7 separate regions of the Mus musculus genome follow, and regions 1, 2, 3, 4, 5 and 6 are each linked to region 7. A link is a contact called in public Micro-C, promoter capture Hi-C and targeted proximity ligation data. All regions are on one chromosome and are shown on one strand. The core of a region is the stretch at or near the end of the contact, and the rest is flanking DNA. Distances in the headings are between cores, read along the strand shown.

Evidence for each region. Promoter capture Hi-C pulls out the DNA fragments that hold promoters and counts their contacts. A called contact is a pair of places that touch in the nucleus more often than the background predicts.
Region 1: a contact with region 7 is called in a promoter capture Hi-C map of pre-B cells, with 5 times the contacts expected there. A contact is called at or near these places in 1 of 39 promoter capture datasets (pre-B cells), 1 of 130 datasets of targeted methods (extraembryonic endoderm stem cells) and 1 of 9 other capture datasets (adipose tissue).
Region 2: a contact with region 7 is called in a promoter capture Hi-C map of embryonic stem cells, with 4 times the contacts expected there. A contact is called at or near these places in 13 of 39 promoter capture datasets (the C10 cell line, cranial neural crest, embryonic stem cells and 7 more), 5 of 484 Hi-C or Micro-C datasets (CD8 T cells, embryonic stem cells and regulatory T cells), 7 of 130 datasets of targeted methods (astrocytes, embryonic stem cells, large pre-B cells and 3 more) and 2 of 9 other capture datasets (embryonic stem cells and liver).
Region 3: a contact with region 7 is called in a promoter capture Hi-C map of pre-B cells, with 5 times the contacts expected there. A contact is called at or near these places in 4 of 39 promoter capture datasets (cranial neural crest, liver and pre-B cells), 1 of 484 Hi-C or Micro-C datasets (embryonic stem cells) and 1 of 130 datasets of targeted methods (embryonic forebrain).
Region 4: a contact with region 7 is called in a targeted proximity ligation map of memory CD8 T cells, with 5 read pairs. A contact is called at or near these places in 3 of 39 promoter capture datasets (the 3T3-L1 cell line, liver and pre-B cells), 1 of 130 datasets of targeted methods (memory CD8 T cells) and 1 of 9 other capture datasets (liver).
Region 5: a Micro-C map of embryonic stem cells shows a contact between it and region 7, with 7 times the contacts expected there. A contact is called at or near these places in 7 of 39 promoter capture datasets (the C10 cell line, cranial neural crest, hematopoietic stem and progenitor cells and 3 more), 5 of 484 Hi-C or Micro-C datasets (CD4 T cells, embryonic stem cells, erythroblasts and 1 more), 5 of 130 datasets of targeted methods (astrocytes, bone marrow-derived macrophages, memory CD8 T cells and 2 more) and 1 of 9 other capture datasets (liver).
Region 6: a promoter capture Hi-C map of pre-B cells shows a contact between it and region 7, with 7 times the contacts expected there. A contact is called at or near these places in 5 of 39 promoter capture datasets (the C10 cell line, cranial neural crest, hematopoietic stem and progenitor cells and 2 more), 1 of 484 Hi-C or Micro-C datasets (CD4 T cells) and 1 of 130 datasets of targeted methods (large pre-B cells).

Annotation. Positions count from the first base shown.
Region 1 is chr15:57,910,764-57,914,444 of GRCm38.p6, forward strand. Tbc1d31 (TBC1 domain family, member 31) reads left to right here and starts at 1,436. Exons shown (of 21, transcript NM_001081396.2): 1 at 1,436-1,628. The coding sequence starts at 1,552.
Region 2 is chr15:58,212,587-58,216,308 of GRCm38.p6, forward strand. It overlaps Fbxo32 (F-box protein 32), which reads right to left and starts at 2,306. Exons shown (of 9, transcript NM_026346.3): 1 at 1,910-2,306. The coding sequence starts at 2,025.
Region 3 is chr15:58,032,264-58,036,006 of GRCm38.p6, forward strand. It overlaps 9130401M01Rik (RIKEN cDNA 9130401M01 gene), which reads right to left and starts at 2,031. Exons shown (of 6, transcript NM_029418.4): 1 at 1,821-2,031. The coding sequence starts at 1,937.
Region 4 is chr15:57,890,209-57,894,334 of GRCm38.p6, forward strand. Derl1 (Der1-like domain family, member 1) reads right to left here and starts at 2,210. Exons shown (of 8, transcript NM_024207.4): 1 at 1,935-2,210. The coding sequence starts at 2,087.
Region 5 is chr15:58,074,432-58,078,420 of GRCm38.p6, forward strand. Zhx1 (zinc fingers and homeoboxes 1) reads right to left here and starts at 2,077. Exons shown (of 4, transcript NM_009572.4): 1 at 1,726-2,077.
Region 6 is chr15:59,371,826-59,376,032 of GRCm38.p6, forward strand. It overlaps Washc5 (WASH complex subunit 5), which reads right to left and starts at 2,362. Exons shown (of 29, transcript NM_153548.3): 1 at 2,216-2,362. It overlaps Nsmce2 (NSE2/MMS21 homolog, SMC5-SMC6 complex SUMO ligase), which reads left to right and starts at 2,373. Exons shown (of 7, transcript NM_026746.3): 1 at 2,373-2,530.
Region 7 is chr15:58,821,143-58,825,267 of GRCm38.p6, forward strand. Tmem65 (transmembrane protein 65) reads right to left here and starts at 2,285. Exons shown (of 7, transcript NM_175212.4): 1 at 1,701-2,285. The coding sequence starts at 1,986.

The DNA.
Region 1 (3,681 bases), core at 186-2,685, 910 kb before region 7:
GGGAGCAGTTGTAAGAAGCTTACTGAAGCTGACAAAGGGCAGAGGCTATGTTACAAGTGTCATTACAAATAAATAAATAAATAAACCAAGTACCATTACATGCCTCATTAACAACAAGAAGGAAAGACATACATACACATCGGATAAGTCTTTGGCAGAGCCTGACTATGTCTGGATACACACCTTAAGTCTCAGGAGTCATACACACATCAGATGACTACAGCTCAAAACCGATCAGGAGAGAAAGGTCCTTTCCTAGCAGTGTGGTGAACTCAAGTCGTGTTCCCTTAAAAATATTTACACTCTCTTTTGAAAACCTCATTTAATTTTTACTTTAAGATTTTTCATTTATTTTCATATATGAGAAAAGTAAAGAGATATTTGCAACAAACAAAAGGTGGCTATCCCAGACAAAGAAGAAAATCTTTGTTGCCAGACTCTGTTGACACGGAATGTTGAGAGAATACATTTCTGGTCTTTTCATTTGGTTTTTGGTTTTTCGAAACAGGGTTTCTTTGTGTAACTCTGGCAATCCTGGAACTAGTTCTGTAGACCAGGCTAGCCTGACCTCATAAGATCTGCCTGCTTCTGCCTCCCAAGTACTGGGATTGAAGACGTGTGCCACTACTACCTGGCATTATTTCTGTTTTATACGCCAAACGTGGACCGATTTCATTAGAAATCGACTTGCAACTTCATACATCACTGAAGTGGAGTTAAAAGTATTATCTAAATTGCTTCTCTGTGAATTAAGTGCGTTGGCCTGTTAAGCACGCGGGACAGCCACACGTAGTAAGCACTAAAGAAACACTGAGTGAATTTTGCTAAGTGAAAAAGATTTCCGATGCCAGTGCAGCTGGTTCTTGACGTTTTTTTACTTTTCTAGATTATGAGGAGTGGGTTGCAAACCATAATGTGGGAGCATCTTGTAAATTTACGCAATTAAAGCGTGATGAGTATGGCAAAAAATAAACAAAAACAAACCAAACAAAGCGGAATTCATTTAGGTCTGTGGAGTTCTGCCGTGCCTGTAAGTTCTAGGAAAGGAACTCCTCCATTTCTCAACGAACTTGTCTTTTGCATCTTTGTTATTTCTATAAATCTCTTATTCTAAACGCAATAGAGAACGAAATGCAGGAGGCAGCAAGCTCTCAGGAGAAAAACACTTTTGGTGTCTGTTTGAGCCTATAGGTGTCAGAGAATTGAAGTCCCAGACTTGGTTTTCAGAAAACTACAACTCCCTGAAGCCTTTGGGTCGCAGAATTAGAAGCCTCAGAAAAGGGGTGGAGTCTAGAGAGAAGCCGTTGGTTGTTTCCATTGTCCAGAGTGGAGGGACCACAAGAGCGGAGGTGGGCGGATCCCCGTCCTGATTGGTTGTAACTAGAAGGGGCGTCCCCCGCGTGATTGGCACAGTCCTTGGGGGCGGAGACCCCGCGGCGGCCGCTCGAATTTCCCGGGTTGGGCGCGCGGGGACTGCTGGGTAGCTCTCGGGACGGTTACCCTCACCGGGTCAGCCGCGGATCGGAGTCGGGGTAGGGGTCGGGGTTCGACATGCAGAGCACTGACCTGGGCAACAAGGAGAGCGGCAAGATATGGCACCGCAAGCCATCGCCAGCCACTCACGACGGGTGAGGCCGCGGGCTGTGGAGACCGACGAGGGGGCGGGTCTGCGGGAGACTGAAGTGGGAAGCGTGGAGGAGGAATGCTGGCCCGGGGATTCTGACTCTGGCCGTGCGCTGCATCCCTGGGTTGGGACCTCAGGAGGAGCAAGTAGCTCCGGAAACCGTAGATTGCAGTTGTCCCAGAATCTGGTCCCTGGTCACGGTGAGAGGCAGGCAGGAGAAGGCTCTACGACTTGTGCAAAAGAATTTGCAGTTCAGCTGAGTGCCAGGACTCCACCTGCTTTGATTTATTAATGTCTATTCCAGTTGGGGGGAAAAAAAACTCCAGGAGGTGATGGGAGCAAAGAAAGCAATGCACATCTACCTTTCCAAAAGCCGATGCTCTCCATCCTTAAGTCATTCATTACATTGCACACCTGTAATGTTGAGAGCCTAGTGTGGGCCAAGCACGCTTTTCACTATGGAACAACGCTGGAACAAACTTAAGTTCTGCAGTGAGTGTTGCAGGGCCTGTCATTGGTGCGGGGACTTTTACCCGCCTGTGCTTCCTTTTATTCTGTTTGGAGTAGCGGGTTTAACACGCAGCCTCTTGTGTGACGTCAGTGGGAGTCTTTGCCCCCTCCCCCATTTGTTTTGGTTCCCATGGTGCCTGCCTAAGCGATCTTGGTGTTTCTGATTACCTACGTTTGCGTGGACTGCATAGTATCACTTGGGTTCATACCTCGAGGTTTGTTTCTCAAGAGACTTTTCTATTTATCTTTTAGTTGCTTCCCTAGAAATCAGACTAAGTGTTTTTGTAAGCTGAAAGCAGTTATAAGTGGATCAGCCACTTATTTGACTAGCCAGCCAGCCACTGTGGTTTCTGGTGGCTGTCCACCCTTTATCAGTGCTATTCACCCGTTGACCTATTGAATAAACAATCTTGTCAATAGTGGAGATTCTTCGGCGTTTTCCTTTCAGCTCGGAAAGCAGTTTTGAGCCAGGACAGCTAAGTTGAACCAGCCAGCAGAGCTCAGAAAGAACTAAAAAGGGTGAGCTTACTCAGCAGTAAGTCTCAGAGGTTGAGAACATTCTAGGTTTAGATTAGGTTGTCCGGAGGCTAGAAGCTTTGGGGACTAGGCCTAGGTTAAGAAACAAAAGGCAGTAAGCCTCCAGGATGACAGTTATATCAGGAGAATAAAAAACGTGTGTGTGTGTGTGTTGATGTGTGTATGTATGTATATATGTGTGTGTGTATGCATGTGTGTGTTGATGTGTGTATGTATGTGTGTGTGTGTGTGTGCATGTGCATGTGTATGTGTGTGTGCATGTGTATGTGTATGTATGTATGTATGTATGTATGTGTTGATGTGTGTATATGCAGGTATGCTTGTAAAGCCCAGAGATTAGCATCGGCATCTTCCTTAAGTGCTCTTCACCTTAGTTTTTGAGACATAGACTCTGACTGAACTTAGTGCTCATCTCTTTAGCTCCAGGGAACTGTCTATGTTTCCAACGCCCCGTCACTGGGGTTCCAGATGTGGGCCACGATGCAAAGATTAATTTTTGTCTTTCAACACCATGAAACTCCATAAAGATGAACAGCGTAAGATTTTTTTTCTATATCCCTGATCAATCTGTTTAAAAAGCTCTATGTTTAGACAAACAGGAAGAAAAATAATTTTTTCCACTGCTGAAGATTCAACCTAGGGCTTTGTATATCTTAGGCAAGTGCTTTACCAGTGAGCCCAAGAGGAAAATGTTTAACCCACTTATCAATGTAGCATGTAGCATCTTTCTGTAAGTTTTGAAAATGAGATCTTAATTTGGAATATCAGAACTCAACATATAAGGAACTAGGGAAATGGCTCAGAGCTTAAATGCATTGGCTGGTCTTACAGAAGATCCAAGCTTCATTTCCAGTATCCACTTGGTACCTCCCAACCTCCTATAATTCAAGTCTCAGGGGGAATCTAAGACCCTTTCCTAGCATCTGCAGGCACCAGGCCTGGCACAGTGCACAGACTGCTCAGTCAAAAGATAAATCATTTTTAAAAGATTCATACGCAAAAGATAAAAT
Region 2 (3,722 bases), core at 1,056-3,555, 610 kb before region 7:
ACCCACAAGAAAAGAAAGCGGATCAGGAAGGGACAAAAGGACAGGGTTTTGTTTTGTTTTCTGTATAGCCCTGGCTGTCCCAAAACTCAACTCTGTAGACCAGTCCTAGGCCTCAGACTCAGAGATCCAGCTGCCTCTGTCTCCCAAGTACTGGGATTAAAGGCGTGCGCCACCACCGGGCCTCAGAGGCAGATTTAACTTCTTCAGATATTTTGGAATAGGGAGAGTGAGGTGTCCTATTTCTGTCTCATGGAGCAAGGATGGAGTGAGCATCCAGATGAGATGGGGTCTCTCCAGTTTAGTTCCCAGCCTGCTGAAACACAGCGGGCTGTTATCCTATTTTACTAGGGGAAGTCAAGATAATGCAGTGGGCTGGACCCCTGCTGCGTCATCCTGGAAAGAAGCTAAGCTTTTTATACAGAAACAAAGAGCTGGGATGTTAGATTCAGGCTCCGAAGATGGATGGTTCCAAGGAGGAGAACGCTTCTGGTGCACCCCCTTCTCACTTAGTTGAGGAAAAAGTATTAGGTATAACCGTTAACTTCATTCGCTGGGAAACAGTCAGGTGACAATGGTTGGTAATTTATCTGATTTTCTGTGAGTAAGAGTTCTTTAGAGTGTTCTAAACTCCCCTGGGACTTGCAAAAAAAAAAAAAGGACCTAACACAAGGCTAATATATTTGATTCTCCTGGAAGGCCCTAAGTTCAGGGAACTGTTTCACCTCATTAGGAGACAAAGGGAATTCAAGCATTACAAATCACAAACAAATGGGAGGCCCTGGAGGTCCCACTGGTTTCTTGATAATTAATTACCAAACCTTTATTCAAGCAACCATTGGCAAATCTCACTCAGCGTCACCTGGCACACTCACAAAAGTCTCTGTTGAAGTCAGCTTAGGGATGCAGGTTGTGTGTGTGTGTGTGTGTGTGTGTGTGTGTGTGTTAATCAAAGGACAGTGGGAGGAGAGAGCACCGAAAGGTGACTTCAACTGCACCAGCGCCTCCAAACAAACTTCTGTCGGTTCCTCAGGTGTCTCAGGGAGTCAGCTGTCCAGGCTGGGGATTGATTCTTGACCTGATACTCTATGAGTGGGCACTTGTTCTGACCTCAGATTTCACTAGACAGCGGAGCTCAGGTGAAACTTCAAGTCTGGGTGGTCTTTCTGCAGCGGGCAGGCACCACTAAGGATGGGAGTGTGCTCACGGTATAAAGACCGAAAGGGCCACGGAGGAAACAGGTGCAAGTGTCTGGTCCTTCCTGAAGCAGAGCACTGTTCTTGCATTTCTTCCCTGCCTCCCTCCGCAGCCCCTAAGCGTTACCACAACGACCCACTCCGCAAGCTGTCCCGGGGCCCATCGGCTGCCCCTCCCAGTCACTTTTTTTTTTTCTCGGCCCACTCAGCCGTCGACTGCGCGTGGGAAGAGCCTTCAAGCACTCATGGCAGGGCCCGTCATCCGGCTTGTGACTACTACCGCTCTTGTACTCTTGGGGTCCTGTCATAGGACAGTGAAAGGCAAACAGCCAAGTCGCTAGCACCCACTTAAAACAGTGACTGCAATTGCGGGATCTAAAGGAAGAGTCCATGAGTTGTGCGCCTGTGTTCAAGTGTTTAGGGACATAATCCCCTATTGCCAGATTGAGGGATCCTGGGTTCTGTATGGGATCTTTTCTGCTGGGAGACACTGTCCTTGATCAGGAGGAGACACTAAATTACCCATCTCTCGGGTTCTGGCGACCTTTACCGAAATCCCGGCACCTCACTCCTGTCCCTTCAGTCGGAAGCCCCCTCTTTATTCTGGCCCAGACCTGCTTGCCCTCCTTCACCTGCCCCTGAGGTGTGCACTTCCCCCTCGTCCCCGACCAGCTAAAATCAGTTTTGTGGGGCTGGAAGTCGGCGAATGTCCTCACCTGCTGAGGTCGCTCACGAAGCTGCCGCTTTTCTCATCCAAGAAGCGCTTCCAGCCGTCCGCCGTCTTCACCCAGCTCTGGCCCGGGGACCGCCAGTCCTGCCCAAGGAACGGCATGGTACAGAGCGCGGACGCGACCGACGGACGGGACGGATTGACAGCCAGGAACCGGCCTGGCTTGCCCAGGGTATGCGGCGCGTTGGGAAGATGCTGGGGAACGACGCAGGCGGCGACCGGGACAAGAGTGGGTCAACTAGTGTGGAGGGCTGCGGATCCTGGGTGGGCGCGGGGATCCTTGCACTCACAGGGGCGCAGGCGTTGGGGAAGGTCGCCTCCTGACTCTGGGAATGCTGAGCGGCTGCCCGAGCGCAGTATTTATCCCGGGCCGCTGCCCCGTCTCTTTGTTGCCGGAAGAGCCGCCTGCTCTTAGCCCGCCCCCCCCCCCCCGCGCCCCGAGGCCACGTGGCTTTGTTTATAGGCTCGCCTTGTTTTCCGAGGCGCCCGCGGCTCTCGCTCTGCTCGCAGTTGCACAACCTTGCGTCCGTGGAAACTTGAAGCCGCATGGCCAGGCCAGATGTCCCGCTGACCCTCGGTGCCCTGGCACCTCTGCACCTCCCCTACTCCCCCATCAGGCGTAGCTGTCGCCACCAAGATCCTGGTCTTGCACTCGGCACTAGGTCCCCTCTACGGGTCCCGGACAAGCAGGGTGTAGCAAGGAAGCCTAGAGAGTTGGGAACTGTCAGTCCCAGAGGGTCTGGAAGCTGCGGGACCGATCTTTGCAGGCAGATCAGCCTTGGGGGAGGCCAGAACGTCTGGGGACGGGTAGGGGTGCATTCTTTGAACCTCTCTTACTGCCAGTACCGACTCCAGGCGCCAGGGTGTGCTAAGTGAAAGAGGGGACCCAGTGCGGTAGGGGCGGGGAGGGACTACCCCCACTCCTTCCGCCTTAAAGCTGTCATTTGATGCGTTTGCTGTCAAGCTCGACTACCCCAGTGGCAAAGGAAGGGGAAAGAAGAGGCCCCCGCAGCGTCCGGACCCCATGGCGTTGAAGTGAAGAGCTGAGACAGTCTTGGGTCCCACTCTGAGGGACTCTGGGCAAGCAGCGCTGGCGTCGAGGCGCCTGGCTCAGAACAAAGCCTCCAGGGTCGTGGAGTCAGGAAGGAGTCTCAGGCTACACTCGCTGCTCCAGTGCCCCAGGGTTGGGCTTTTTTGGCTGTGGAACCACAGGAACCCTTCTTTCTCTTCCTTTACGCAGAGTTCAATTCCTGGTGTTCTCTGATTTCTAGCTATAAAGTCCTCCTGGGTTTCACGGCCGCTTCAGAAAGGGAAGAGAGTCTGTTAAGAGCTTATCTCTCCTAACACGAGGGGGTGGCCAGTCTGTTTTTCAGGTGAAAGGCTGTGGGGTCCTCAGAGAGGGTTAAGTCCGTGATTACCTAGGGTCTTATGCTACTTCTCAACTCAGAGCGATCCTCCCTGTTATGCAGAACATAACTCCCTTTTAGTCTAGAGACATCTCAGCCCAGTGCCTTACCACCAGGCACAGAATTGGCCATTCATAACCATCCCATCTTCCTCCATCCTCTGAGAGAGTGTGCATTTGTGTGCCCGCGGTGGGCAGAGGTCAATGTCAGGTGTCTTCCTTGCTCACGTTTGTCCCTATTTATCTTTGGGTCAGACTCACTGAGCCTGGAGCTCTCTATTGTCTGTACTGGCAGGCCGATGAACCTCTGATTCTTTGGATTTTGTCTCCCAGCACCAGGATAAAGATATAGGTGCTTTAATGGGTTGGTTTGTTTGTTTGTTTGCATGGGTGC
Region 3 (3,743 bases), core at 781-3,280, 790 kb before region 7:
ACGCCCTCCAAGTGCTGAGATTACAGACCCGGATGACCACATCAGACTAAATGATACGTTTACATGCGCAGTAAATGTGTGCATCCCCATGTGGTGTGCGGGCCAGAGATCAACATTAGTTGTCTCAATCAGTCTCAATCTTGTTACCTCAAGACAGGGTCTCTCACTGGACCAGTCAGCTAGATCGGCTGCCAGCAAGCCCCAAGGTACTCCTGTCTCCGCCTTCCTGTGCTGGTTGGCACGCCCAGTTTATGTGAGTGCTAGGAATCATGAATCCTCATGCTAGACGCCAAACACGTCACTCACTGAGCCACCAATGACAATCTTCATGATGGCCCAGATTTTAAAAAAAATATTTTTAATACATGTTATACGTATGTGGGCCCATCCACGCTACTGAGCACATACGGAAGTCAGAGCATAACTGCTGGTTGGTTCTCTCCTTCTACTCTTCCAGCTCTGGTGATAGAACACAGTTCATCAAACTCGGCTGCAGGTGACTTTACCTGCTGAGCCATCTCTCTGACAGCCCAATTTTTATTAAAATGATAAGACGGCCTGTGAGATGCCTCGGCGGGTAAAGGCACTTGTCACTAGGTCGGACAACCTGATTTGATCTATGGGCCCCATGTGGTGGAAGGAAAGAATCAACAACTGCAGTTTGTCCCCTGACCGCCACACAGTGCCATGGCTCTCTCACCCACACACAAATAAATGAACGTGGTTTTAAAAAATAAAAGTTGTAATGATCACATGTCTATACATGTCAATGACAGATTTAAAAAATAAATAAAAGCACACGGTTTCAACCACAGTGAAGTTATTGGAAATGACATCACCAAGTGCAGTCCAGTGACTCTTAAAGTGCTATCTGCTTTCTTTTAGAGCAATTGAGAGTGAATAGGGACTGACAAAATTGTGCACAAGACGTAGGAAACTGTGATTATGGCGATGGTCCTATTATAAAAATGCTACAAAGGCACACAGAGCACAGGAAATTTTAACTGGAGTCAGGTTTCTGTGCATCCCAGACAAAGATTTGGAGGATCTGAGGACACATCTGTAAGACGACCTCTTCTGATGTAAACCCACTGGACATAAGGTGAGATCCAGATGTAACTACCAAGAAAGAATTAAAAAAAAAGGATGAAAAGCATTCTGCATGCCCAATTTTCCAGCCCCAAAGAAGCATCTCCTATTCTCTTTTACAATAAAACCTGCTGAGGCTGAAGAAAGTCTCTAAATTCTGTTGACTCAGTACAGTTAACATTGTAATAGCTTGGTTGTATTCTGAGAAATACACTTCACTGAGTATCAAGGCTCATCATAAGCGTGCTAAATTAGTGCCTCTCCTTCTACTGGGCCATCACAGTAAGAAAAACTTTGTTCTATTCTTTAAACACTGGGTCACTCGAGACGAGGTATTTGAGCCACCGTTAGGTTCGGCACTCTGCAACCATTTAGTCACATAGCTAGCCATCCCAACTCAACAATAACATATCCAAGTCTCAATACATTACTAGGAAATGATGAAACATAATTAGCTTGGAACTATTTTATTCTTCTAGGCAGCCAGCAGGCCTGCAAGGATGCTACGGCGGAGCACCTGGGCGGGGCTGGAGGCAGGAAGGGGGCGTGTGATGCTAGCCCGGGCCCGCCTGCAGGACACGTGGGTTGAGGGTGGGGGACGGAGACAGACAACCCGAGGGTACAAGAGTGAAGTCGCCGTGCTTGGTTGCAGGGCGGGTGGACAGTGACGGTGGTGGGCCTCGCCGCAGGCCGGCTCCAGAGCGGAGCGGCAAGAGGGGCAGCCGTCTCACCTGCGGCTCGCAGAGCTTGGCGCGGTAGGGGGAGGGCGGCTCGGGCCGGCGCTCCGGCCTCTGCTCGAACACCGAGTCCTCAAATTCGCCGCCCAGCACCCAGCATCCGGTCTCCATCGCGCGGAAGTGCAACTGGACCTCGAAACGAGGCGACACCTAGAGCGACGCCCATCACCCAGCCTCCAAAGCGCGCGACAGCAGCCGCGCCAAGGCTGCCGAGGCAAGGTAGAGTGTAGAGCGGCACCGGCGCGCCGCCCACACGGAAGCGGTGGGTTGTCGGCCGGAGCGTTGCATTCTGGGAGTGGTAGTCTTTCAGCGGCTGGGGATTTCCGTGGTGGAGCAGAAATTCTTGCCTGACTCCAGGGCCTCCTAAACCACCCAACAAAGGTTTTGACCTCTTTGTGTCTAGAGCTGGATAGAGTGAGTTCCTCCTGAGTACCTCGAATAGTCGTGGTCTCTGGAGAGCCAGTTAACTTGGTAAGTATCAGCTTTAAACCACTGACAGTATTCTCCCCATTTTATTTTGCATTTTATTTCTAAAATTTCTTTCCCAATAACTGTGAGAAGAGCCCGGTTATTCTTATCTTGTAAAAGGAGATACTGGGCTTGAAGAAGTCAGGTAACTTGTTCAAAAGCCCAGGGTCTCTGAAGAAGAGACCAGAACTCTTCACGCATTTACTAAAAAAACTAGACATCACAATTTAAAGACTTGGATCAAGGCTAGCAGAATTTTGAGACTTTCAAGAAACGTTTTGACTCTAGAATGTAAAGGTCGTGGACAAAACACTGGCTTGTGTTATAGAGCACTAATGTGGAGCTAGTAATAAAGCTTTTCTATTTGCCCTCACACTTGCTCCTCTTCCACCAGTTGCTTCCAGGGTTTTTCCTTCAGCCCTATTTTCTACTCTACAGACTCGTACAGGGCAACCCAAACCACCTCCCCGGATTTCAAAATTCATCTGCCCTTGGCTCACCAAATGTGGAACTCAGTGCATATTCAATAGCCTCATTGGAAGAGTCCACGCAGGGAGCCTCCAGGCAGTAGCTACTGTGGGATCCATCCAGAGAAGTTCTTTTTTAATACCTGGGGTTTTTGTTTTGTTTTCTCATCAGAAATGCAATACTTCTTATTAAGAAAAATTCAGATATTATAGAGAATTATAAGAAAAGTTCCTAATATCACCAGGAAAAAAATAATGTCCTAAAAAGGGCTATACTTGCCCTAATCCCAGTATGCCCTGTCTATGCCCAGAACTGTGTCAGCACAGTACTGAAGGACTGCAAGAGCCACGTGTGTGTGGCTCTGTTGCCTTGGCTCGCTAGCTGTGTGACCCAGTCTATAAAATGGGTATTGATTAAAATAAGGCACACAAAGCTTTAGAGGTGAAAGGGGTGTCATGGGTGTATTCAAGATCTCTGCTCCAGGAGCGGAGGAAGAGCAGAGCAAAGGCGGGCAAGGAGGAGTTCTTCCAGCTTTTTCTTTATGAAAGATATTTGATCTCAGAATGTCTTCCCTCCTGCTCAGGCCTGCTAGCTCTAGCCTCCTGCCCAACAACTGAACCAGAGCGTGTGCTAAAATGGCAGCAGTTGTTTAAGGGCTGCACGTGGGGAAGTGATAGCTCTTTGCCCTTTGCACTCAAGATTCCTGGGCTCAGTAGTTTCCAACCTTTTGCTAAAAGAACCTCCTTGCTTACTCTACTCCCACAGTCATGGCAGATTTGTCTACAAAAAGAAAGCTATGTCTATTGACTAGTAATTGTTTACCTTTCATTTGAAAATGTGAACCCAAATTTTTTTTTAAGATTTATTTATTTATTTATTATATGTAAGTACACTGTAGCTGTCCTCAGACACCCCAGAAGAGAGAGTCAGATCTCGTTATGGATGGTTGTGAGCCACCATGTGGTTGCTGGGATTTGAACT
Region 4 (4,126 bases), core at 960-3,459, 930 kb before region 7:
CGGTGTTCTTTCTATTCCCATTTTTTGCCTAGTTTCCCAGTTTACTATTAGTTCTTTCTGAAAGACTGGGTCCAAAAGCCAGACTCAAAGACATTTTCAAGTGTTCTCTTAGATTTTTCGGAAACACTGGTACCTTGAACGATGTCCTTAGCAGTATGCCTCCCTCTGTTTTTCTCATAGGATCAGGAACCTCTGTCCTATTTGCCGTTGTAGACAAGGGCCCAGCACATAGCAAGCTCCCAGAATGTCCACGAACTCAGGCAATACACAAGCAGATGCTATGTGCCCAGCACTCATCTAGGTTCTCAATGGGAAGTGAACTAGCAAATACCAGCAGGTGGCATGTCGCAAGAAAAAGGGAAGGGAAGGGAACAGTGAAGGAGGAACACTCTGATGGACAGCAATCAGAGAAGGCCTACAAGGGAAAATGGCATTTGGGCAGAGACCTGAAAGACACACATGAAAGTGAATGAGCCATGACTACCTTTTTCAGGGAGAGAAATAACATGTGCAAAGGTCCTGGGGTCAACTTAGGTACTGCAACAGCAAGCCCTGGCACGGACTTTACCCATCCCAGTTCACAGATATGGGAGGAGTCTCAGGAGACTGACAGGACATGATTTCTGTTCTCACACGATTGCCCCGGCTGCTCAGCAAGAACAGAAAGAGCAAAGCCGGCATGCTAACAGCTTTCGATGGAGAAAGGCCTGGATTCCGAATAGACAGCTGAGGCAGAATCAGCTGTCTAAGCTGACAGATTCTGGGGTGGGGAAAAGAAGTCAAGAGGCCATACAAGATGTGCATCTCGATGGCAGAGCACTCAGCTAGCACGTGCTATGCTCTGGGTTTGAGTCCCAGCACTAAACAGGAAACCCAAAAAAAGAACTCAGGGATGTCTCTATGACTGCTAAACCCCCCTAGCAAACACAGTTGCTATTTGCAAAGATGAAAGGGAGATTTGATTATATGTCTACTGGTCACCAGGTGGTGATTTCCACCACTACAATAAAGATACTCACATATCCGACAGTCTCCCATTCATGTGTTTATGCCCCTTGTATGATAAAGATCTAAGTCCAAGGGATGGACTACAGAGGATCCTATAACGGACTCCAAGAGCATATCCCAACATCTGGGTGAGGAAAATGAGAAATCAGCAAAGGAGACGAGAAAATAACATCCAGTGGAAAGTAGAAAGAGAAGGCTAAGGAATGTGTGGAAATCCAGATCTAATATAATCTGAGCGTCCCCTGATTAAATTTTTATATCACAGAATCAATAAAAATAACCTCTAGGAAACTAACATTCTTTGGCTTAGAATGATAATCTTGACTAATATCCTTAATGCTTAAGAAAATTAGTATCTCCCGTTTCCTGAGTAGTTTATTCATTCACTGGTAACATTTAACGGCTATATGCCAGGTGATCGGATAGGGCCCGTAGGAAATACAGATAAATTAATTCTTATTAATATCTGCCTTTACACCACTGCTTTAGGGAGGAGAGAGAAACTGTAAACACGCTAACAACCCACGCAGAATTATGTCAAGTAGACACCACTGATTAAGATGGCATCGCCACCCACGACATAGATAGAAGGAGGGAGGAAGACATTCAGGTAGGTGGGCCCAATTTGCCAACAGAATGGCAACTTACCTCTCACTTCAGAGTGCGGAAGGCGGGAAGTACAATCTTGCCAGACAGGTATTGTGAGTCACGTCCTAGCAGGCCAGTCCGCGACTCTAAATTATCTAAGCCTTAACACTCGACCCCAGGACCTCCCGGGACCCAAAGGACCCCAGCCTTAAACCCCTGGAGGCGGACGCACTACAGATCCCACCAGCCCCAGCGCGCCCCGCAGCCCGGCGAACCCGTTCCGTAGCCGCGGGGACACCTGGGGGCTGTAGTCTCCACCGCCCTACGCCAGCTACTACCTGGAAGCGATAGAGGAAGGCTTCGGGCCAGAGGAAGAAGTAGGCCGGGCTGATGATGCCGAGCTTGCCGATCAAGGGGACAGCAACGGTGGCAGCAAACCAGTAGCGCGTGATGGCCGGGATGCTCCTGAACCAGTCCCCGATGTCCGACATGGTCGCCCGTCAGGTGACCGGCTGCGCAGCGCCGCGCGTCCTCCCGTGCCCACCCCGCGCTCCGCGGCCGGCTTGGCCAGGGAAAGTGGAGGCGCAGCCGCTGTGCAGGAGGCGGAGACCGACGGACGTGGCGCCACCGAATTCGGACAAGCTAGGCAGCGATCACAAGAGAAACTTCCCCTTCCGGTGGCCGCGGTCCACGTGACCAGAAGTGTCCCGGCGGCTTAAAGGGCCAGTGCCGTTTTTGCAGCTCAGTACCGGGACTCGACGTCCTGGGGTGGGGCCAAGCAGGAGAGGCGGGGCGACGACGGCAAGGCTAGTAGGAAACAGTGGTTACCCAGAGCAACGGCCAGTCTTGCAAACCAATGGGGAAGCTACATGCCCTAGTTCTCCCCGGAGTTGTAATCGGAGTAGTGCCTCTTGAAGAGTATTTATTTAAAGGGAAAGGAAGAGATAGCGCATATAGTTCCTCATTTAGTCACAGCTTCAGGCAAATTTTTAGACACTGGGGATGCAGCTGCGGCTGTGAGCACGGTAGCGGTACCTGAACTTTGCAGTCTCAGGGTAGACAGAAAAGCAAATGAGTTATGAAGAAGAATTTCAGAGGATACGGGAAAAGATTAGGATGATGGGGGGGCTAGAGTGGCAGCGGAGGACTGGGAAATCTTGAGACGCATTTGAGACCGCATTTATAATTGGACATGATCTGGTTCATTGGGGGGCTTTAAATTAGAAATGAAGATGGTTGTTTTAAACAAATGGTGGAAAGATACCGATTTCACTAGAACTTTTATTCAGTTGCTGGTTTTTGTTGTTGTTGTTTTGGTTTGGTTTTGTTTTTTTGAAAATATGGTTTAGGATCAGTAAAACTTTCCGTAAAGAACATAGGTGTAAACTGACCTGTAGTAAACTAAGTATCTGAACTTACTGCAATCAAAGAGATTGCTCACCAAAGAACCCTGGACCCATTTCTCTAAACAAAATCCAAAATCATCATTATTGGATGGTGGAGGGAGAGGAACTGTCGGCCAAACTGGAAGAGGCAGTGCGTTGTAAACACAGAGCTGAGGTGTAACATAATTACCATCAGGTCTGGACAATAAGAAAAGAAACAGACTCGGTGTTCTCAGATCGGGAAAAAAAAATTCCTCAAACTTAAAAAATGTGAAATTTGGGCTCTGGAAAAAAAAATTATTTAACGTTGTAAAGGAATTGAAAATCTTAGGTCCAAGTGGCCCACGTGACTCACATCCTCCAGGCAAAGACGAGGTCCATGTGCATTTCCACATACTTTCCAGTGCTCCATTATTTCAAACACTCTAGAAACACTGGCGTTTATACTGTGACAAACCACTTCTTAGCAGTACCTAATGTTGTGAAAGTCACTTCATCTCTCTTTGGGGTCCTTGCCTTTAGAAGGACCTGGTAACTGGACGGTAGAGATGGCTCACATGGGAATGCACCTCAAAATGAGACATCCACATAAAAGCCTAGGAAGGAGTCCAAGGTAGATGTGGGGGAACAGGCAACCCCACACTCAGAAAGCTTGAGAGCAAGAGTTTCAGGACATCCCAAACTGCATAGCAAGATTCTGTCAAAAAAGCAGAAGGAAAGAAGAAGAAGAAGAAGAAGAAGAAGAAGAAGAAGAAGAAGAAGAAGAGGAGGAGGAGGAGGAGGAGGAGGAGGAGGAGGAGGCTGGGGAGATGGCTCAGCAGTTAAGAGCACTTTCTGCGCTGCAGAGGACCTGGGTTCTCTTCCTAGCACCCACATGGTGGTTCACAGTCACCCATAACTCTGGTTCCAAGGGATCTGACCTTACCTCAGTTCTGTAGGCACCAGGTACATGCATACACCATGTGCATGCATGCATGCAGGCAAGACACTCATATACATAGAAATCATTTTTACACCTTTTTTGAGATGAGGCTTTTCTGTGTAGTCTTTACTATTCTGGAACTTGTTCTGTAGATCAGACTGGCCACAAACTCACAAAAGGTCTGCCTACCTCTGCCTCCCAAGGGCTGAGATTAAAGGCAGTG
Region 5 (3,989 bases), core at 827-3,326, 750 kb before region 7:
TAATCCCAGCACTGACAAGGAAGAGGCAGGAGGACTGCCATGGCATCAAGGCCAGACTAGGCTATGTTTTGAAACTTCAATTCAAAACAAAATCTAAGATTATGCATTTTACTTTGCCTAAAATTAGTCTGTATACTTTTAAAATGCTTGGAGGATGGAGAGAGAAACTAAGATAAAAAATATTCATGAATGTCCTTTTCCTTATATGCCCTGTTACCCAACTACTGTCCCTGGCAGCACTCAGCCTTTCTTTCCTTCGCTTAAAATCTGGAATCAGAATTGCTTCTTTAGAAATAATCTATGTGCCAGTAGCCTTGTTTGAACAAACTTCTATTAATCCCCACTGCCAGTTTGAAATAATGACTTTTTCAAGGCATTTTAAAAAGAAACAGGTAATTACTACTGCATACAAATTAAAGTGTTAGGACAAAGACTTCTGAAATACAATGACCAGCACCACAAATAGAAAGGTGTACTTGTGTACCCCACAATACACAGTCTTTTCCTGGGGAAGGAGTGGTCCTTCCGGATTTTCATTTGCCATAATATTAATCTCCGAGAGAATTGCTTCTTCGAATTGCATGGAATCCCACCCTAAAAATGTCACAACTTCTCAATCGGCCTTTCTCATAATTTCCTCCTAAATTTTATCTCTTCTTGGTTTGTTTTGGTCTTGTCTTTTAGAGAAGGGTTAGTGACAGAAAAGTACTGTGAGCATTCCTACTTTATCTATGCTTCTTCTCTACATTCAGTTTTCCAATTGCTTTGCCCAGAGTAAGCTAAGGATAGCAAACAGAATCTTATTCTTCCGTTTGGTTCGTTTCTTACTGGTACCTTTGGAGTACCGAAACAAAGAATTCTAAGTCCCTCTCTTGGAACTTCGGTGTAAATACACAAGAAATGAGTCAGGGCTCGGCTTTCCTGCCATCAGACCCCAGTCCTTTTTATTCCCTCCTAGCCAATTCCCTTTAAGCCCCAAGGCTTGGAGTTTCCTCTGGTCCATCGCTCTCCCAAGTCTGCACTCCCGCTCCACTACCTAAGCAGAGACAAGTGTGTTTCCACCCTCTTTAATGAACTTCTCCCCTAAAAGCCTGCTCTTCCTCAAAATATACTTCGCACTATACTTCTTGGGGATGCAACTCCTGAGTCTTCTCTGCTGAGGTTTCCCGTTGCTCCGACCCCAAAGCCAGTGCGCTACAGTCCAGCCGGAGATCCTTGGCTGACTCTTCAGAGGGGGGCTGCGCCGTGTCCCCACGAGGTGGCCTCACGCCTCCGGAGGCCCAACGCTGGAGATCTTCCCCAGGACCCGCACGGTAGTTAGGGTCCGCTGTCCCAGAGACGTCCTTCCCCCCAGGGAGACCGGCTCCCCATCCCCTCTGCGCCCCCAAGTTACTCAGTGCTCTCCCAACCAAGGCGCTGGGGCTTTCCCTCCAAACCCTCCACCCAGAGCTCCGTCCTCGCTCTGACAACCCCCGAGAGAATCCGGGAGCTGCGACTCCGTCCGCCCCGCCGCGGGGCAGGCCCAGTTCCCCCCGGGTCCGATCTTGCGTGCCCCAGCACCGTGGGCTGGGTCCCGAAGAGGGGGGGGGTGTCTGTGTCCCGCTGCTGCCCCGTCCCGTGTCGCGCCAGCGCCCGCGCCTCTCGGCTTCCCTACCCGCCGCGAGTTCCTGCTCGGGTTCCACCCGCAACCGCGAGGCCCAGTCCCCAGCCCGCTCGCGCAGCTACCTGCAGGGGCCGCCTCGCCTCAGCGCCTCGCCGCCGCCATCTTGCATTTCAGAGCGACTGCACTTTTCAGGGAGTCAACTCTGACCCGTGAACCCTAACCCCGGAACCACTCGGAGGGCCCTCGCGCGAGGGGGCCCCCCACGGAGCTCTGCAGCCCGGCAGAAGCGCCGAGAGGCCAGGCCAGGGTGCGAGAGAGACTCCGCTCCCTGAACCCACAAGGGCCGCGAGGAGGAGCCAGCCGAGGCGGGGACGAGCCGGGCACCCCACTCGAGGACTCCGCCGCTCCTCTGGGATGCGACCCAGGCCGCTCCTCTAGAACCGGGCGCTGCGGGAGGTGTGCGCCGCCCCGCCCTCTGTCAGGGAGAGTCACGCCCCCTGTCAGGAGGGGGCCACGCCTCTGTCACTAGAAGCCACGCCCCGTCGCGAGAAGCTCCTCCTCCAGGGCCTGCGAGGCTCCGCCCCGTTCAAGCGATTGCTCGGCCAGCGGTCGTCAGAAGTCGGACCCCGCCTCCCGCGACCTCGGTCGCTTTCTTCCCTTGAAACTGCCTAGGTCCTCCGAAACCAACCCCATCTCTCCCGGAGCCGGCGTCCTAAGGCCCCGCCCCTCCCTAAGCCACGCCCACTGTCACTCTCGGCTCCTCCTTGGCAGCGCCCTCTGGATGCCAGCCGCGCCCCCACCCGCTGTCAACAGTCCCGCGCTCCTGTCAGCCGCTGCTCCGCCTCTTCCTAGCCCGAGTCCAGCAGGAGCCCCGTAGTTCCAGCTTTGGACGGGAAAAGTTAAGTGTGGCCCCACTTGGAGCCTCCCGCCTCTGCTTCCTGCTGCCGTCCCTCTTTCCCCGGAGAGCCACTGACTGAAGCCGAGCTCTCCGCAGTGGGCACCAGCCCCGCAGCGCGGCCAGCCGAGGACCTCAGCGTCTTCCCCACCTCTGCCCTTCAGCCCTCTCGTCATTGTTCCATTGAATATAACAAACGAGGGCGAAAGGAAACCACTCCGAGTGTTCGCTCCTGTACTCGCCGCTCCGGACGGACGTAAGAGAACTCTTTGGCGCCTGGATGTTTAGTCCCCACCCCCATTCCAGTCATGGACCCTTTTGTGTTTTGATAGCAGAGCTCCACCAAGCCACACCAGCCCGAAAATTTGCACTCTGCATTTACATGAAGGGAAGACCTGGCTGCTGATATCAACGTGCACAATATTTAGTTGCATCCTAAAATTCTAAAACTTGTGTATGCTGAGGCTTAATGGTCTCACCAGCAGAGGAACCCAACCCTGTCCCACTCTCGGCCCATTCTTAAAACAAAAATTAATAGCGCTCAAGCCCCTTGAAACTAAATTCAGAATGCAAACTACTTATACAAAGAATTTAAGAAATCAGTGTAGTTTTTAATAGAAAGTGGTTTAATGGAAAGTATTTATAATACAGTACTAACATCAGTAAAATAAAACAATGCATTCTCCACAATGTATTTAATACACAATGTGTTTAAATACACAATGTATTTATGTATCCCTCATAAGAAAAATACAAGACAAAAAGTTACACACACACACACCAGTTTATGCTCACCCCAAAGACAGTTCCAGGTCCACTGAGAATCCCAGTTTAGGATTTAACTCTGAACAAAGAAAATATTTTAAATTCAGATATTCAACCTTTTGTTCATGCATTCAACCATTTGCTTTTTGAGGACCACATGTGCCGGACACTAAAGGAGATGTAAAACTGAGTAAGGCCATCCTGTTGTCCGTTGGTATCTAAAAGGGATTGTTCTGGAACCCTCCATGATACCCAAATAGAGTGTTGTTCAAGTCCCTTAAATAAACTGGTATGGAATTTGCATATAATCTGTGCACATGCCCCGATGGAATTTACCTCATCTCTATTAGGATGATGTAGACACCAGGCAAAGAGCTGCTGTACTGTAACTGTTTAACATACCGAGACAAGAAAAAAAGTTGACTCGTTCAGCAGAGATGCATGATTTTTTTTTTCCTGAACATTTTGATCCACAGTTGGTTGAATCATAGATGTGGAAGCCATGGATCCGGAAGGCTCTGTTCTGTCTTCCAGGATCTTACAGACTAGATGCTAGGCAAAAACACATGCTCATAGAATACATCAAAGTGAAAATTGAGGAGAATCTGAAGTGGCTGAGGCATATGGACTTCGCTTTCTAGCTCTCTCTCTCTCTCTCTCTCTCTGTTTCCCTTTTCTTATTCCTCCTTTTTAGCACTAGTTTATAGTCTTATCCCTCTCTCTCTA
Region 6 (4,207 bases), core at 1,112-3,611, 550 kb after region 7:
GTTAAAACCTTTTCTAGGACAAATAATTTGGAAGTCAGATTTGAAACAAGAAGGTGGACAGGAGGATTGAGTTCAGAAATGTTCACAGGATCTTGAAAGTAGACGAAGAAAGCAACAGCCTAACCAAACGATGGGCAAGGAAATGGGGCGAGTCACAAACTGTACCCACTTAGCTACATCGTCATCCATCGCCTTCTAGGAAGCCAGCTTCGTTTTCAGCATCAGGAGCACTCACATTTGTACGTCCCTTTGTGTTGCTATCAACAGTTAGGGAGATGATGAATAAAATAGAATACTTCTGGGGTTTCTGAGTGATGAACCTTATTAAAGTTTTATCAATGGCCACAGAACAACACCAGGATAACCAGGAGGAGTCCCAGTGAGGATCCAACACTGATGGTGTCACAGAGGCCAGAGACCAATGACTCACTGTGATGAACATTTGCAAGTGAAAATGTGTGGAGAGAGGGATATACTGTGAGACACACTACAGCTTCCACAATGAGATGTTTCTCTATGCTGTGTGTGTGTTTTGGAGGAGGGGCTGTAAGAGCAAAAGGTGAGAGGATGAGGAGATAAGTGGGACTGGGATGCATGATGTGATTTGTGATGATTCACAAATAATAAAACGTTTTGAAAAATGACAACCTCTACTTTCATATTAGCCTTCTAACACTCAACTGATAAATAATTTAATAGTGTGGCCTTAGCTGCAGACCAAGCACTGTTTTAGGATCTGAAGATACAGTAGTGCAGAACCCTGAGCTCCAGTTATCATGATGTCTATACACTACTGAGAGCAGGAGACATAAGTTAGCCAACACATACAAAGAGCACTTGCAAACACCAGTACTCTAACTCTGGGTTGAACTGAATTGTTAATGGCACGGAACAGAACCACAGATCTTAATTCCCTTCTTAATATTACTTTATAGGTTACAAAGTATGGCAGCTTTAGTTTTAGGATCTTGGCATGTAACTTTTTTTTTTTTTTTTTTTTTTTAAATAGGAAGAACCCCTTGTCAAAGGAACGTGTTTTCAAGAATGGCATCTGTTACCCAGTAAGTACAGAACAAAATATCTTTAGAAAATTAAAGTGTAGAGGACAAAAGCAGATGGATTTTTTCTTCTTTTCACAAAACCTCAGATCCCTAAAGAAAGCAGTCTCAAATCCATAACAGAGGCTGTCCCAGAAAAGTTCTGGAATAAGCTGGATCACCCCAATGTGACTCATGAATTTTTAAAATTATATTTATTTTGTGTCCATTGGTGTTTTGCCTGCATGGATGTCTGAGGGTGTTGGATCCCCTGGATCTGGAGTTATAGATAGTTGAGAGTCACCACATGGGTACTTAGAATTGAACCCGGGGCCTCAGGAAAAACAAACAGTCTTAGCCACTGGGCCCATCTCTCAAGTCCTGATTCATTAATTCTTAACATCTAAGACAACTTTCCTTCCTGACCTTTTAATACATGTTGTGGTGACCCCAACCATAAAATCATTTTCATTGATACTTAGTAACTATAATTTTGCTACTGTTAAGAATCATAATGTAAACGTTTATGGAAACAGGTTTGCTAAAGGGGTCATGAAACCCACAAGTGAGAACAGCAGACCTAAGGAAAGAGTCCCTGGCTGTGGTTAGAGATAATAAAACTCCTTCACTATCCCTCATCTATATAGAAATCAAGAGTCCAACTTTTCTTTTCTTTTTTTATGAGTCCAACTTTTAAATTTCCTATCATAGAAGAATCAGGACCCAGTAGAACTACCTGCCCCCAATACAAGGACTACAGCACCATGTCTCAGGTGAGGGAGACTAGGGTATAGAGGAACGACTTGCACAAACTCACAGTGAGCGACAGGACTTTTATTCCCCCCCCCACCCCCCCCCCCACCCCCCCGCGCGCTCTCGCCCATCATCACTCCAGTGACTACTTGATTTTCTGGAGAGTAAGTGCAAGATCAGCCACATTAGCAAGGCACCGCTCCGAGAAACTTGCAAGCTCAGCTATGGGCCAAGTAGCTGAGCATCACCCCAAAAGCTTCAAAGAAGCATGCAAGAGCGATTTCCATGAAGGCGTGGGTGAACATCAGGCGTGCAACCCCAACCCTGCAAGCCCTAGGTTTTCCCGTTGGCTCCGGGGACAGTACCGGACGTGGCCCACGGGGGAAGGAATGGACCTCGAACCCGCAGGCCCGCCTCCGACTCACCTGTCAGCCGTCCGACGCTGGCCGCGTGGACTGGGCGCCCCGGTCCCCGTCTCCCACCCCAGGGATCCCCCTAGAGTCCCGGGCCGCAGAGCGTCAGCTGCCGGGACCCGGGTTTCTGTCCTGGAGTCCCTAGCCCGTCACGTGACCAAGGGGCGGCGGCCCGGGCCCGGGCATCATGTGATCGCTCGCGGGCGCCAAGTGATGACGCAGAGCGCGCGCGGGTCGTTTCAGCCACAGAAGTGGGCTGAGGAAAGGAGTCGGGGTCTGGGCGTGCGACGTTCGGCTAGATATCACCGAGCTAGGTGGGACAGCCAGGTAAGATCCAGGAGGAACCGTGATAGGGGTCTAGCCGGCGTTGTCGCCTCCCTCTGTGCTCTGGGGACCTGGGCCTGAGCCTCTTCACCCGCAGCAACTAGACGGAGGCGGGTTATGCTCACATATGATCACAGGTTATGTGATCAAAACAAAACAAACTGTTTAGAACTGACTTTTGAAACTGAGGCATGAACAGGTAGCTCAGATGGACTCAAGGCCACAGGTGCCATTTCACTTCTGCAGGTGAAGGGATGTGGTAGCCTCGGTGTGAAAAAAGAGGGGGGAAGCGGGGCGGGAGGCAACCTTCTTGGGCACGGGCATGTTGGTGGTGACCCGGAAATGGTAGTAGTTTTTATTATTACTTTGGTAACTTAACGGATTTAGTCCTGCTCATTTCATTTTTGTGAGGCGACGTTTTATATCTTCTAATGCATGTTCCAGTTTAAGGAGATCCCAGCATGAAGGAATGGTAGAAGTCGGCAATTAGCCGTATTAAGTTATATAGTAGAGATGTGTGTTAGGAACTGAGAAGGCGTGTGGAAGAGGAGGAGCCGTGGGCGAGGGAAGGTTTCAGAGAGAAGGGTGTATGCATGCTGAAAACGGAGACACTTCAACTCTTGTCGTATGAGATCACCTTGGATTTAAAGGCGGTCGAACTTTTGGTTTGCTCTATGCCTACTGTAATGCTGTGCAGAAACGTGTTTTCCTATTTAAAACTGGCTTAACTTGACAGCAACTCTTTCATGAATATAAGGGAAGCAAAATAGTGTGCTGAGCCCAATAACTTGGTGAGACTTCAGGAAGTGCTTAACTTTGTTGTAGATTGTCTTGGAGGCTATAGGTACTGGTAACAAAAAGATCGGTGTTATTGGAAAGAGGATCCAAGAAGGGGTTGGTGTAAATCAGTGTTTCTTAACTAATGTGATGATTACGCTTTGTCTTCAGATGATTCCTTGTGGTGAGAGACTGTACTGTACTTGCTAGAATTCTATCAATTCCATAGATGCTGGTCTGTGACACCCCCCAACCCCCCTCCAGTGCCACAGTCAAAAATGCCCCCACGTGATGTTAGAAGTTCCCTGGGGGAGGTGTTAAACCTCCAAACCCTAGGTTAAACCAATCCCCAAGGAATAGTGTTAGAATGTTCAGATGTCAATAAATGAAATACTATATCTATGTAGTTTCAAAAGCATCAGAAACTGATGTCGTAGAGGCTGAGAATTCCCGAGGCCAACTTACCATCAGATTCAGTGTCTGGTGAAGGCATGCTTTCTGGCTTGTAAATGGCATGCACTTGCTGTTTTCTTGGGTGGTAGAAAAGCAAGAGAGCCCTTGGAGCACCCGTTATAAGGGACTAATAATGTTCTGGAGGGTGTAGCTAGTCACCTCGCCAAAGGCCTTATCTTCTAAAACCACCAGTTTGGACATTAGGATTTCAGTATGTAAAGTGGGGATGGGGACCCAAACATTTAGACCTTAGCAGACAGATGAGACTGGAGGAGGCGGGGAAGTGAAGAGTATGTGTTGGGGAAGGTATGGGGAGGACTAGCAGTTGTGGATTGGGGCTCTAGACAGCTCTTGGAAGAGATGGAAAGAGCTAAGAGCCCAAAGGAGTGCAAACGGAAATATTGTTCCCTGATGTCTTAGTCGTGGTTTCTATTCCTGCACAAACATCAT
Region 7 (4,125 bases), core at 1,035-3,534:
AAATACATTTAAATGACCAACGGCTTCCTCAAATAATTTAGATCCTTAAGTTTTATTGATGCTAATGACCTCCATGGACTTGAGGTTTTAGGTCCTTCCAAGGATAGCTAAAACCATCTTAGATTTTAAAACACTGTCTTCATTAGAAAATCTAACACTCCTACCCAATACCCTGCTGGTATGTGCAAAATAGATAAAATTTAGCAAGTCAGGTATTGATATTGTAAAACGTGCATTTCAATAACTGCTATAAAATTATATTCAAAGGATCCTCCAATCTTATACCATGTTGACAATGTAGAATTTCCAAGACCTCGCTTTAGAAAAGGGAAAATGACGTTTACAGCCTCACCTGAGCGACACAAACTGACTTTCTAAGATACGCCTGTCTATATTGTTTTCAAAGAGAACTTTTTCAGAATTTGAGTCTTTTTAAGCCACACATAGACTAAAGGTATGCTAGTTTTCGGTTATGATTTTCTGTAATGTTGTGATTTACTAACTGAATTGATTGGAATACTGCATTTTCCTGAAAAAGTGTTGTGGGTAAGCAATGCCTGAAATTATCCATTACTTTATAGTGGCTCACAATCCCCTAAACTGGGGAGAAAAAAAAAATCAGAGTAGTAAAGGATACAACCAATAAAAAGTCTCTTAAGTTGTAAAGGTAATCTAATATCAGGCAAGAGCTTGCTTTCCTCCCGTGCACAGGCCAAATGCAACCTTTCAAGATGCCTGAAAGCCACGTTCCGAATCAGTGCTGAAGTGTTCTATACTTCAGAACTTACAGAATGTTTACATAATACTTTATATTACCAACTTCAACTATTTAAAAACTTCCTAACACATCCAAATGTCACATAAAGAGTAGCTGTGTTTTTGTGTATACAACAGAATTTACATAGCAAGAAAAAAAAAACTTTAAAGACTGAATCCATTGTAGTCTTTGCATCTTTTCAATGCCTTTTCACATACACTCAAATTCTGACCTACCACATTCCGCACTTGTTTTAAAAATATCCTATCTTAACGTGTCTGTTTAAAAATAGCTTTCCTTTCATCCTTTCCCAATTATTTTTAAGTAGAAGTGTGCTTTTCATTTTCAAGTCACAGATTTCTTAGCCCCAACCACCCAAAAACTCACTTCATTCTTTCAAACTCCAAGGAAACAAACTCTGGAGTTCAATTTGAATCTCCAGACTTCCAGTACACACTCAGTTGCTGGCTCGATACAATCTTTCCTTGGGCCATTTCACAACCAAATGTGAGAAGCAATATAACAAACCAAGAGCATCTTGGGAGGGGACATCCACACACCTTCAAGAAAGTTTCCGGCTGCCTGCCCAGTTCCTGGCACTTTCTTAGACCAGGCAGGGCATGCCACCTGCATGGGTACACGGTCTCAGGAAGACACCAAAGGCTTAGGGAATGGAGGGCTGGAGAGAGGAGGCACAGGACAAACCAAAACACAACCCTGAGAGGCAGCTGACATTTCAGGATGAAGCTCCGAAATTCCACGGCCAGGGAGGCACCAGCCAAGCTCGGCCCTAACTACCTGGCACGATCCGCTCGTGTCCTGTCTTGGGGACACTCGGAAGGTGGAAAGTTTCCCCTTTCGGCCGTGCCAGGAGCGGGGCAGAGTGTGGGGAGGCGACAGGGGTCTGAGAAGTAGGTCTTCCCAGGCGGCCCCACCCGCTTACCTTGTGCGATGGCAATGGACTCGAAGCGGTGCAGCTCTTTGAGCAAGCAGCTCCTCTCCGTGGAGTGCAGGCTGTAGATGAAGTCGCGCGCGCCCTGCGCCGTGTTCAGCGCCTCCATGGGCTCCTTCTTGGGGTGTGTGCCCAGAAGCCGGGGACCGCCGGGAACCCCGAGCGCCAGCAGTCCCCGGCCGCAGCAGCACCAGGACGGCAGGCGGGGCGCGGCGGCAGGGCCGGGCCTCAGGCTGCGCGCCGTCCGGCTCCCCAGCAGCGGCAGCAGCCGGGACATGGCGCTGGAGCGCGACCCCCGCAGCGGTCCCAAGGGAAGACGGCTTCGGGGCGCAGCTGGACAGAGGCTCAGGAGCTGGGCTCAGCCCGGCCCCGCCCCGGGTCCTCCTGACGCGCGGCCCGGGCGCCCGACACCATGCACTCGGCGGGCCCGCGCGGCGACCGCCTCCCAGCCGTGCCCGCTCCGCTTCCCGCAGGCCGTGAGCCCGGGAAAACTTTCTGCGCCGCGGCCGGGCCGGGAGCTCGGAGCGGGCGGGCGGTGCGGGCGGGCGGGCGCCTCCCGGATGAGGAGCGGCGGCGCGGGCGAGCTCGGCGAGCGTGTCTGATCTTCCAGAGGGATGAGTCACCGCGCGCCGCCCTCCTCCGGCGCCGCCCTCCGCCGCCGACCGCTTTCCCACCCTCTGGCCTCACGCCGGCCTCACTCGGTAGGGCTGCTGCGCCCTCAAAGCAACCGCGCCGTGACAATCAGGCCCGAGCCGCAGCCGCCACCCCTAGCGGCGGAGCCCGGGATAGGAGGGCGGGGCGGCAGGGACTGGGCGGGGACTGGGCGGGGCCACGCAGGCGCATAGCCGCTTGGGAGGGAGCTCATCCTGGAGTCTCCACCCACTCCTTTGCGTGGCAAGGAAAGGAAGGGGTGCTTACCCCGTCAGACGGCATCCGCCTGTGTTAAATGCACGGCAGAGAGCAGCAAAATAGAGTTCAGGGCTGGATGCCCGGCGGGGTGGTGCAGCTCCCGCACTGCTCTCCGAAGCACCGTCCTAAATCTGGAGTTCGGACGGCCCTGGAGGAGCAGCCGGATGGATAAGAGCCTCGTGGGGTCACCGCACCCAGCCCAGGCCTGCGGGACATGAAGCACAAAGAGCCGCACCCTTCGCCAAGCCAGAGAGTGCCCACCGAGGCCAGACAGTGCGGCGCTGAAACGCCCTCTCTGGCAGCACCCTGGGGAAGGCGGCAGGGCCGGCTCAACCCGTCCCAAAAAGAGGAGGGTGTGAGGCTGAGACTTAAGATTTGGGGAGGAGAATACTCTTCCCTGACCCGACAGCTGTTTACTTGGAGATTGTCAACTCTGGAGCCAGGGCGAGAATGTCATAAACCTTTATCGAATGGTCTCTGGGGATTTATGTCCCTCTTTTGGTGCCACGCGGAGGAGAGACTCATCCCTCTTGCCCAGATCCTAGATATTTGCAAGGCCAGGGTCAAATGTCACCTCCTTCATGAAACGTTCCCTTCTTTGTAAGGAAGATCACTGCTTTATCTGAACCTATCTGAGGACACTTAGGCACCCTATCTTAGAAAAATAAATCTGCTTAGACGATAAATCTACTCAAGTGTAATCAAGATCCAAATCCCCTCCTTATCGTAACCACTGCTGCAGCTCAGAACCTTGCATGAAGTGAATGTGCTATAAGCACGTAAGACAGCACAGCCAGTCCCACAGCTGTGGTTTTGAACTTGCAAATGCAATGAACCTCAGACCAAAAGTACTTGGAAAAAAAAGATGTATCTGCAGACTTTCTCATTATTCCGTTAATGGAACAGTGTAACAACTATTTCCGTGCACCTACACTGTATTGGTTATTATAAGTAATCCAGAGATGATTTAAAGTATGTCGGAGAGTCCAATCAGCTGTACTTTTATAAACCCTTCAGTTAAAATTAATGTCCTCAAGAGTGAACGGGAGGGGGGACGGGGGGGGGGAGGCTAACTGGGGGGGGGGGGGAGACCCTCCCCTAGAGTGGGTGGCACCTTCTGCCGGGTGGCCTAGAGAAGAAGAGGACTCCTCGAAACTCTGAAATTCCCATATTGCTTCTTTACACTGCCTTCAATTCTTACCAGAGAACGTGTCCACCTTTGTTCCTACTGCTGCCCTCCACTGACACCACTGTTCCCTTCTACAGCCTTCTGAGCTGGAATGACAACCAGAAACCCTTCAGGACTCTTCCAAGTCCCAAGCACCAGATTTGGACTGTGGCCAAATCCAGCTTCATGTACAGTGTGTGTGTGTGTGTTGTGGGAGCGGGGGGGGGGGGGGGGGGGAGGGTCCTGCAAGCTCTACAGCAGCAGGGAAATGAACTACCAGAGCCTCAGCTCAGCCAGCAGTCAGCTGGTGCTGATTCAGACTTCTGGAGTCTGACACCA